Linked DNA regions of Danio rerio: region 1 is linked to region 2. A link is a contact called in public Hi-C data. All regions are on one chromosome and are shown on one strand. Each heading gives the region's core, a stretch centred on a gene start, on an enhancer-like site or on the middle of the called end of the contact. The rest is flanking DNA. Distances are from core to core; before and after follow the strand shown.

The links. A called contact is a pair of places that touch in the nucleus more often than the background predicts.
Region 1: a Hi-C map of hematopoietic stem cells shows a contact between it and region 2, with 4 times the contacts expected there. The contact joins the promoter of LOC100537744 here to the promoter of klf7b in region 2. A contact is called at or near these places in 2 of 18 Hi-C or Micro-C datasets (embryo and hematopoietic stem cells) and 1 of 4 datasets of contacts at active chromatin or transcription factors (caudal fin).

The regions. Positions count from the first base shown.
Region 1 is chr9:30,356,533-30,362,158 of GRCz12tu, reverse strand. It overlaps LOC100537744, which reads left to right and starts at 2,251. Exons shown (of 8, transcript XM_073912777.1): 1 at 2,251-3,085; 2 at 3,886-4,122; 3 at 4,370-4,711; 4 at 5,287-5,626. The coding sequence starts at 3,025. zgc:162396 reads right to left here and starts at 1,592. Exons shown (of 6, transcript NM_001044782.2): 1 at 1,354-1,592; 2 at 594-754; 3 at 1-48. The coding sequence starts at 1,464.
Region 2 is chr9:30,063,877-30,069,842 of GRCz12tu, reverse strand. klf7b (Kruppel like factor 7b) reads left to right here and starts at 1,448. Exons shown (of 4, transcript NM_001044766.2): 1 at 1,448-1,905. The coding sequence starts at 1,804. The region is part of intron 1 of LOC141376143 (a long non-coding RNA gene); the gene reads right to left.

The DNA.
Region 1 (5,626 bases), core at 1,002-3,501, 290 kb before region 2:
AGATCCACTGAAGCATCTGGGAAGGGAAGCTCCTCTGCTGTGCCTACTCTGTCCATTAATAAATATAATAGTGAGTAGACAAGAGTAATCTGTTCGCACTATAATACACAATCACATTTTGTTTTCTATTTTCAAGATAAGTATTAAAGTATGCTATTTCATAAGCTTTACATAAGCATTCCTTCAGCTATGCATAAACAACAACACATGGTGCTAAAAACACCAAGGAGTTTTGAAAACTACTCAGTGTCAAAGACTGTATGTACCTTGATAATTAAACTACTGTAACAGAAGACTATAATTAAAATAAAAATAATATTGTTTACACATGATGTTGGTGAATTGCAGAGCTTGTGCAAACATTTCCGAATAACTATGATCAAATGCTTTCTTATTTGTTGTTTTCATACCACTGTCATTTTTTGTTGATTCATTTTTTTAGCATGGGCAACAGTTAGATGTTCAACAGCGTATCGTTGCAAAGGCATTCTTTTTGTATTTTAATCTATAATCAACTAACGTAAATTACCTTTACCAAATATCAAGGGCTACTAAATTGTATTTATTTAAGAGTAGAAGCATGCACTACTGACCTGTAGGTGAGATTAGGGAAGCCCTGCACTGCTCTCGCCTCCTCCACCTGTGATTCACTGACATCAATGCCCACCACCTGCTGAAAGTATGGTGTCAGAGGGCGAGAGGTTTGCCCTGTCCCGCAGCCTAAATCCACAGCCAGCTGATGGGGCTTTCCTTTCTGTGAAAATTGTTTTAATCAATGAATATTATATTTGAGACAATTTAAAAGATCAAATGTAAATTACTTAAGTAAAAATGTTCCGTTAACTCTAGTTTAATTCTGTTAAACTAGAATTACTGAAATGAAAACGACTGTAAGAAAAAAAAAACATTAATGAAGCGAAAATGTACAGCAAAAAAAAAATAATAATAATAATAAATAACTATTTAAAATATGCAAAACTATAAATCTTTGCTTGAGGGCACTTAAGTCAATTTTTTTATTTTAAGATGAACTATCCCTTCAAAAAAAAAAAAAAAACACCACATTCTTTTCAAGAATTAAAGCAACTTTAAAATTGTAATAATTAACGTTAATTATTAAATTAATGTCATCGTTAGGATGGGTCGAAGAATGTTTATTATCAAAAGCACAAGAATTATTATAATTATTAATGTAAATTAAGTTTAGCCCTATTATTTTACCAAGATGCATAACATGTAGATTATTTAACTATATAATGTAGGCGATTCATATTTTGGAAGGGCCTTAATAAACGTACTGATTCAGCTGTCGTGCACACAAAACCTCGAACAAAACCTCGCGGCTGATCTTACCTTTTTGTCCAGATACTGAAGAATAAGCTCCTTCAGCTCATCCGGTGGTGCGAATCGATATTGTTGATAGAGGGAGGCATGTTGTTTCTCTTCAAACATTCGTTCAGTCATTTTTCTTTAACGGCAAGTCTTTAGACGAACATTCAGAGTAAAGTTAATTCTGCACTTCTGCAGAGTTAATTATTACTGGATACTGAAGAGGCGAAACACGAATACGAGTTCATGTCAAATGGGTGGGAACAAAACGACTGCTAAGTCATGGTTTTGGTCATAATCGAGAATGACGTGGGTAGGTGGCTTAAGCTATTCTGAATAGCATACTACAGTACTACCCCATACTACTACTACTTCTGTCGTGCAGTATAACAATACAGTAGGCGTTTCAAGAGTCGATTCATTTACGTTGTAGTTAATGTTCATGCGAATCGTTTCTTTAGATTTGTCCGTTTACAGACAGACGTATGTCACTTCATCAACGCTGCTCTCTGAAGAGACTCGGGCATCCACTGGGCAAAGTTATTAAACAACAAAATATGAACTGTAATAAGATTTGCAGTTACGGAAGTCGCCATATTTTATGTTTACTTTTCCCAGTGTCATTCACGAGTTGTCGCGAGAGTTCAAAACGTTTTTTTTATTGCATATTATTTTACTTTTTTTACTACCATAATTCAGTTTAAATAGTCTCGTTTGACGTTTTTATTTTCATTCACTGTTTGTGAAATTAAAGTGGGAAGCTACTTGTTTTTTTACGCTAACGTTACATGTGTTTTTTATGATGGTGAAATAAAACAAATATAAAACAAACCGTTTGTTCAGAATGAAAATACCTTCATGCACTTGAGTATAATATGTTGTAAAAAAATGTTAAAACGTTTTTTTTTTTTTTTCAAGTAGGTCGCGCAATAAAACATACTTTTTTCTTGTTGAAACATAGCCAGCAGAGGGCAGTATTTACACATTTTTAGCCCTTTATAACACAAAATAGATCCAAATTAATCCCCAGGAATCATACATTCGTACAATGTTAAAAAAAATAAATCGACCAAACAACTTCCATATGATAAAAAAAGTCTATATACATGAATGAATAAATTAAAATAGATAAATGCATTTAATCCGTACATACAGGGGCGGATTTAGTGATTTGGGAGCCCTAAGCAATTCTAGCCCTGCAAGTGTGAAGAAAAAACACAATGAGACATTTAAAAGACACAAACATAACTGTGATCTTACTTAATCTAAGTTTAACTTTGCTATGTGAAATGTTTTATGTGCCATTTTCAGTTAATCTGTTTTCAAATATAAAATGATGCTGCTGATAAATACCTTATCTTAAGCAAATAGTCTACAATGTCAGTACTGTATGTTGTGTTTAACATCTGTCTTGATTATTAAAAGCATTCATTTATTCATTCATTTCCTTTTCGGCTTAATCCCTTTTAAAAACATTACAGTATATACTTGTAATAAATAGATATTTCAGTAGATGCAGTCATTCAAAAATTATATAATTGTAAATTTGCACATCATTGTTTCAAAACACGTTTCCTCTTTGCAAGAAAAGCTAACACACTTGTGTCCATCTTTTTAAAAAAAGAAGAAAGGAAAATATATTTTTTACTTCCTCTTTCTCTGCACTTCCTCTTTCTAAAAAAGACAGAAAACACCATGTACTTCACAATTTTGATATTAATGTTTTTAAGTGGATTTTGTTACAGCTCTCAACTAGGTGAGTGTTACTAACCAGATTCTAAATAAACAATATTTATTTTCTTAATTTTGTATTATTTTACTGATTAGTGGGTGTATTCTGTCTGTAAACTGAGGTATGGTTAGCTACAGGAAAATCTGAGTTATCTAAACCAGAACATTTAACTTTAACAATGCTCCGTGCTTTAATTAGATTTTTGATTTGCTGTACATAAATCTAGCCAGATTACTGCAATATTTATTTTTAAATGAACATTTTATATGGAAACAACAATCATGCCAGTACTGTAAATGTCACTGATTAATCCAAACCAACCACCAAAATAACAATTTTAATCTTTCATCAGTCAGTTGCTGTAATAATTCAATATACTGTACTTTCTAATAGTTTTTTTTAACCAATACAGTGTATCTACCAAGGCAAGCAGTCAAGACCAAAGATGAAGGTTGATTAAGTTTTTTCTTTCTACTGTAATATTGTATCTATTTATAAAACAAAAAATATATATTTGTGTGTATGTGTGTTTGTGTGTGTGCGCGCGCATGCATGTGTCTGTTTATCCTAATGCTTAGAAAGGCTGATAAATACAAAATGTATTTGTGCAAAGTCCTCAGCTAATTTACTTGGTGTGTTTGGATTTTGTTCAGCAAGGTTTGATGTTGAACTGTTAAAACTAATTGTTTTTCATATAAAGAATTTACATCAGTTCAAAGTGTTCTGATAAAATAATAAAAACAATAATATCACTTTTCATTATTTTAAATGTAATAAAGTTTTATACAATTTCTCATTGTTGGTTTTATTTCATTTCTCTAAAGTCTCTCCTGGCTCTGATGTGTGTTTGCGCTGTGATGTCTCTCTTCTGTCTGAATTCTCAACACTGCAGTGGACAAAAGAAGGAAAACCAACATCCAACACGACTCTGATATACAACAACTCTGCCTACATCATCTTACACACAGCAGATGAACACAATACAGGCGAATATTACTGCCGACTGAATAAAGATGGAAAAATACAAACTATTACAAATCACACGCTTACTGTCAAAACACGTAAATATTCTTTTTTGTAGTATGACTAAATAATAATATTCTTTCATGTTTTTGTGTTTCCACTCCCATATTTTCCATAAAAATTCTGTAATTTATTTGAATAATATTATTTAATATTATTATTAAATATATTGTATTATTAAGTATATTATTTAAATAATATATTATTAAATAATATTTTATATTATTAAAATAATAACAAATATTTATGTACAAAAATTGACCAAGTTGCTTATTTTCTTTACAGATTCATATAATGGAAACGTTAAGACAAATAAATCTATTTATAGAGAAAGCTCCAGCAAACGTGATGTATCACTGATCTGCAAGACTAACAACAATAACTATGACAGCTGGAGGTGGACGTGGGAGAAGAGACCTAATTCACAGATTGATCTAATAACTGTTAAAAAAGGAGGAAAAGTTGAAGTTAAAGGACCAATTAAACCAGGAAGATTTTCTTCAACCACATACAACAGTCAAGCTTTTACCTTTCACATCTCACCTGTCCTCTACAACTATAGTGGCACGTACAGGTGCATTACAGAAACTACCATCTACACAACCACAATACTACACACCATCAGAGGTATATATGTTTTTGTCAACATTTTTAATTGAGATCGTAAAAGGAATACAGTTTAAATTTGAAGAGATAGCACATGATAATACAAGGAATGAGCCTAACAGGAATGAAAGAACATTCATTGTATACTGCACATTTAAATGATTTAACAAATGTTTATTTTTATAGTTAAAAAAAAAATTGTTATTCCCATTAAAAGAAATCACCTCATCAAGCGGGCGAGGCAGTCGCGCAGTAGGTAGTGCTGTCGCCTCACAGCAAGAAGGTCGCTGGGTCGCTGGTTCGAACCTCGGCTCAGTTGGTGTTTCTGTGTGGAGTTTGCATGTTCTCCCTGCATTCGCGTGGGTTTCCTCCGGGTGCTCCGGTTTCCAGTTTTGTATGAGTGTGTGTGTGGATGTTTCCTAGAGATGGGTTGCGGCTGGAAGGGCATCCGCTGCGTAAAAACTTGCTGGATAAGTTGGCGGTTCATTCCACTGCGGCGACCCCTGATTAAAAAAGGCACTAAGCCGACAAGAAAATGATTGAATGACCTCATCAAGCATTCTACACTTTACTTTCTCTCGTTGTTTTATGTGCAGTGTCAGTAGAGCCCCCTGGTGGTGTGTTGAGGAGTCAGTCTGTGCTTCTCACTTGTGAGCTTTCTGAAGTGACTGAATCCGTGACGCTGGTTTGGCTCAGGATGGAGAGAAAACGAGGAGTGCTGGAAAAACAGAACAGGATAACTGAGAAAAACAACAAGTTACAACTCAGAGTGAATCTGTCCAGCTTTAAAACAGAGCCGCTGCACTGGCAGTGTGCAGTTTTTACAGAGAATCAGCTCAGAGCCCTGGCGCCTGTAATACTCAACTTTACCTCAGAAATTACCAATGCTCCAACAATATCAACAAAAATCATAACTGTATCAAACCAAAGATCAAC
Region 2 (5,966 bases), core at 199-2,698:
GTTTTCCTTTTTTCTCCCTTTTATTTAATTGGCAGCCATTCTCCTGCACATTTTTCAGTAAGTAGGTTTTTCTTGATCACAAAACGCTCTCCAAACAAACACACTTATATTTGCTTAGAATATTTACAATAACATAACATCAATATGTTTGAATAAGGGGTAAAATATAAACTTTCATTGGCCAGACATTACTTCTGGTAACATTAAGCACACACACACACACACACACCACATGTATTAAGATTAAAAATCTGAATGTAAAATGTGTCATCTTGTGTCATACATTGTGATGAATTTTAACACTACAAGCAAGTTCATATTAATTAGGCTACATTAAGAAACTAGATTCATAATAACTTTGAATAAAAGCTTTTGCTTGAATAATGGTTTGTTGAACAAAGATAAATCTGTTTACGACAGACAGACAGACAGACAGACAGACAGACAGACAGACAGACAGACAGACAGACAGACAGACAGACAGACAGATAGATAGATAGATAGATAGATAGATAGATAGATAGATAGATAGATAGATAGATAGATAGATAGATAGATAGATGAGCACGAATTAAGTAAACGTTTGCAGTATGAGCAGTCAGTTACAGGACTGCTATAGGCAACAATCATTATTTAGAAATATTACACTTTTTAGGTTGCGTTTTTATGGATTTCAGGAATTAACTGCTATTAGGAGTGTTTCTGGCTTGCCCACAGGGTGAAAAACCATCCTGATGAGTCAATTACCCTTTACAGAACAATAACCAGATCAGTACTGCAAATCAATGCCATCAATTGCGTTGCTGAAACAGTTGCAATGCTCTTTGCGGTAATTTGTGCCATTAGAGAAGCTAAAACTCATTTCTAAGTGCTAAGCCTCTTATTTCAGAATTAAAATGTTTAAAGTAGCCCCGATCTTGTCTGTGAAGCGCTTAATCCTACTACTTGTGAAACATCTGAGAAGATCTTCAGACTTTTTTTTCAGCATTCGCCTACGCTTGAACATTGCATCATAACATTAATTATTTTCCAAACGACACTTCCAACTTTATAGGCAGCTTTGCGCTGTGAGATACCCGTAATGTATCATTTCCAGCAGATATGACTACATAGAGACTTGCCTCACGTTACAATCTGCAACTTCTGCTTCTGTTTGTTGCGTTCTCTCCGGCCGTATGAGCGACGCCAGTGCGCTGCCGCTGCTATATAGCTCTCTAAAAATAGCTCACCTTTCACTGCCTTCTACGGCCCGATTGACAAGTGTCACGAGCCAATCGCGCTATATTATTCAGATTTCACTCCACCTCTTTAGCTATTTAAGCACCGCCTTACTTGGACGCCAGTGAGATCATCAACCTTATTTACCGTATATGGTCACGCACGGAATTGATTGACAACAAACCACGCCCCCTCGGCTCCCTTTGCTTCCTCTCGCTCGCGAGGCAGCGAGCCCAGCAACTTGCCTTGGTGATCCACGGCATTCAGGAGAAAGGCTACCTGGAATTTATAGCGCAAAAGACACAGAGGCAATGCGGAAATAGGTGGACACTTCATGTCACCGAGTTTGCATCCCACTCCCAGGCTGAGGATCTGAGAGTTCGCGGGGACTGCAATTAAGTGACAAGAATTGTTTTTTATTTTTTTCCTTCCTTTTTTTTCCATTAGCGCTTAAAACAACCAGCTTTAACTACACTTCACGGAGGATTTGAAGCATTCCTTTTTGCGTCTGACAGCGGGCTGAGAAGAAAACAATTTATACCTGAGGATCAAAGCATCAGTTTTGTTTTTCTTGTGAGCATCAACATGGACGTGTTGGCGAATTACAGTATTTTTCAGGAACTTCAGCTGGTGCACGACACGGGCTACTTCTCAGCGATGCCGTCGCTGGAGGAGAACTGGCAGCAGGTGAGAGAGTTTGCACGAAACTACTTGGACTGTTAGTTGTTTGCGTAAATAAGCATTGCTTATGTGCGCAGATGTACCTGATGGAAACATTCACAACTTCACCGTGCGCGCGCCTATCCAAAACACGCTGTCCAAATTTTTGCGCGTAGTGGATTTTAGTGATGCAGGTGCTGTGTTGCTGCTTTCATATGAAAGCATGAAGCTAGAACTCCGTTCCTTTTATTTTAGCGACGTGAAAGTGATTATTAGTGAGAAGAATAGTCTGCAATACGTTGTGTGCTAATGTAGTGTACTTCTTAGTGTTATACTCCAGGCAAAACAGAGTGACAGAATGAGACACGAGATGAATCATGTGCATTATTTCTGGCTGAAACTGACTGAATGGCGTTTTGTTAAAGGCGCACGTAATATGGATGGAGAAAGTAAGAGCTTCGCTAACAATAAGCGACTTGTTATTAAATAATGCATTCGCATCTGTCAGATTACTTCGTGTTTTTCAGCACGACGATATCAAGAGCAGTTCCCGATCGTCATGTATTATGTATTACCTCCGCCGCGAGGGTGCGCGCGTGAGTGGATGTGAGGAGAATGCATTCAAATCACACTTTTTTTTCTTTCTTTCTGAGAGCTGCTGTGCATCTGTATAACAATTTGCTGACTCTTGAAGGGTAAAGGTAATCAATGATAATAGCTGTGTTTTACATTTTTATGACATCCCACTTAAGCCTTCTGGAAGATCTGGTGGAAGTGATGCACATTGGGAAATATCTGTCAGGGTCATGTTTTAAGTGACATGAGGTCTGTGTAAAATCAATGCAAATCAATTGATTTGTGTCAGGCAATAATTGTTTAGTAGTTAAATACAGTACTGATAACATTGGGATTTGGATTTTGTATGAATTAAACAGCATTAATGCAATATTACGGTTTACCAATTGTGGTAGAAGGACTTCTGGAAATCGATGTGACGATGGGCGCCTCTGCAGGCATGCACCGGCTGTCTTGAGCTCATTGCAATTCCATGTGCTCAACTGCAGGGAAATGCAGCGAGTGGTTATTTATCGCTAGAGTGTGGACTTGAAACAGATCTACCCCTACCAGCAACTCACAAGGCAATTCTACACAACACAAATATTACCAGGTAGAAAATGCAAATATAGACATATTGGTATGAGTATCGAAGGAAAATATGAACCGGCGAAATCATCTTAATGATTAAATGAATATGTTGTGCAATAAGACAGTTCTGGTGTTAATCAAAGTCTTATGATCATATCAGATAATAGCTTGTGTGTGTGTGAAGCATTCATACCCTGCAGTGTTGTGAATTGGCTGTCCAAGCACACAAGATTTACAATTTTGCCTGCCGTTTGACACTTCTTTGGCCATGTGCATGATAGAAACTAAGAGAATTTGAGGGGGTAAAACACACACACACACACACACAAATCAAGATAGAGCTACGAAGCTAATAATAATTCAATAGAAACAAGCTCATGTTGTGAGCTTGTAAAACCTGCAGATGAGTTCATATGCCAGCGCCATTGGCAAAGATAGTTTAGAGACAGCAGATAGTATCAGCTCACATAAGTGGAGGAGGGGAGCAAAAAAATATTACTTGCATTTAATGATAAGAAAATGAGGATGGAGAGGGGGAAAAGGCAGAGGTCTCTGTAGACAGGTAAATATACAAGCTTTTTTTTGTTTGAGTGACATCATAGTTAAAATTTTATGCGTTTACAGGTTGGGGTAGTTTTAAAGCGTAGCCCTAGATCTGCCAGCAAAAGGTAAACAGCACCCTTTGAGCAGGGGACAAGATGGATAGCTGTGGTCGGCCCCTTGCGAGTGGAGCATGAATCAGACCTTAATGGATGCGATATGGGTGAATTGAGTTTCAGAGCTAAGGCTGCGAGCAGGAATCGGGCATAGGGTGCATGGAGGGGAGGGCAGCAGAGGTTATGTGCTTGGGGATGAGAAGTGGTTGCCTGTTGAACGTGATGAAGTCCTATCGAGGCCTGACATGCACTGCATCCATTCCCCATGAGGGATGCCAACTGCTGGCACAGTCTCCCCCAATTTCAACAAAGACTCTATCTCTCACTGTCAAGAAGAGACACAGAAGACAGAGAGAAACAAGCTCAGGGTATCACAGCTTGCCAACTTTTCTTGGGGCAGAGAAGAGAGGAATTCTTTCGGCGGTGACCTGCAAGCGAGGTTAATTCAAAGAACGGCTGTTTGTGCAACAAGAGAGCCGCTGTTGGCTCTCACCCCCTCCTTATGCAGTGCCACCTAATACAACTCTTAGATATTCTCAGTGGAGAGTGGAGGAGCAGGTGGAGTGGCCTAGGGAATGAAGCAGAGGCAGTAAACAACACCATTAGAGGCAGTCAATGCAGCCTGGCCAATTAGTAAGGATCACCTAAGAGACAGGTTGGGGGCTAAGTCTGTTTGTCTGCACCTATCCATCTGTCCTCCATCAGCTAGTGCACAACTTGGACTGTTGTTGTTGTCCTCTGAAAAGCAGGCATTTTTGGGGTCACAGAAAAAATCTCTTACAAAGTCTGGCAAACCTGTTCTTACAACACTCTTCTCTGCATCAAGTACTAAGTCCAGGAAGATTCTAACATCACTCATTCCAAATGACTTTGCAGGGACACAAGCAGAATGCCATTGTTGCACACCTTTCCCAAAACATGCACAGGACTACTGCTACTGTAAGTGTTGCAAAGCAAACCCACGAGACATGATTATCCTGATAACACCCAGCAAAACCTAAAAGCTACTGTTCTATCAATAGCTTTTATGCTAAAGGTTGAGGAATATAATCTGAGATGTGGTGAACTTCTCAAAGCTCACTGGCAGCTGGAGGGCAGACGACTGACCCACAGAAACACATCACAGTCAGTAGAACTGGAACACGTCTGAGCAGGGTCACGTAAACCCCAGAGAGAAGCTGAAGGCAGCAGCTATCTGAGGCACAGGCGCTGCAGCACTCAAACATTGAGCCCGGTCTGTCCCAGAGAAGCCCAGTTTGACAAGATAATGTATCACACTGCTTGCATATTCTGTGCTGTGAGTTTTTGCATTTCACAGCCCAGTAACTTTTCGAAACAAAGGGCTAGATAGTTGGGTCTGTGCATGGGGGTTGGGAAAGAGGCGGTACATCTACATGATACCATTAAAAATGGATTATTTCAGGCTCTGTCAGTATTCTCATGGAAGTTCCACACCTAATTGTTGAAGCCCACCGTATTCAATAGCTTGCCCCTCTGTGATTGTTTGCCAATTTCCATTTGCAGAACATGGAGCAGGTAGTTGGCCTGTTTTTGTTTCTGGCTGTACCTTTATCACGTTCCTTCACCGTCCACATTGAGCTAGCACCATCTGAAGGCATTCAAGCTTTCTCTGGGCAGCCAACACTGAAATGTGCATTATGTAATACCCTGAGGAACACAGCTGCTTTCTCACAGTATATCTTCTGACAGCACAGAGGATTCTCAAGCTCTTTTCTGGTCCCTTTCTGCAATTGGTAAAGCTCCAGGACACCAAAGTAATGGGCAAACACATTATCTTGTTGACGGCACAAGAGAAAGCAGCCCTGAAGTTGTGGAGTGAGTGGTAACAGTAGGGTGTCTTCAAACACCAAGATACAGCAATAAGCTCTTTCTTATCTACTTGTAGACTTGCAGGTTTGGGCAAAGACAGCTTCTTGTACTCTCTCAAATCCCTGTGCTACAGTTTTGTCTGTGGTGATGTCCCCACTCGCTGACCTCAGTCTGAGTGAAACACCTTGACATTTAATCTCAAACCTGTTTTACATTCCACTTTTTGAAGTGTTAACAGGTCTATGCTGATGCTCAGGCATGTGTTGAAATATAAGGACTCCCACGTCCACAGAACCCGTCACAAACTTATCTTAAACAGATATGCAAGGCGTCTGCGAAGGCTTGGTTAGATTGACACCTCCATATTCATCCCACAGTTTTGACCTCAGCGACCCCTGATGAACCAGTCAACAGGCTCCATTAGTCAAAATGTTGATGGTACATACTTTTGACCCA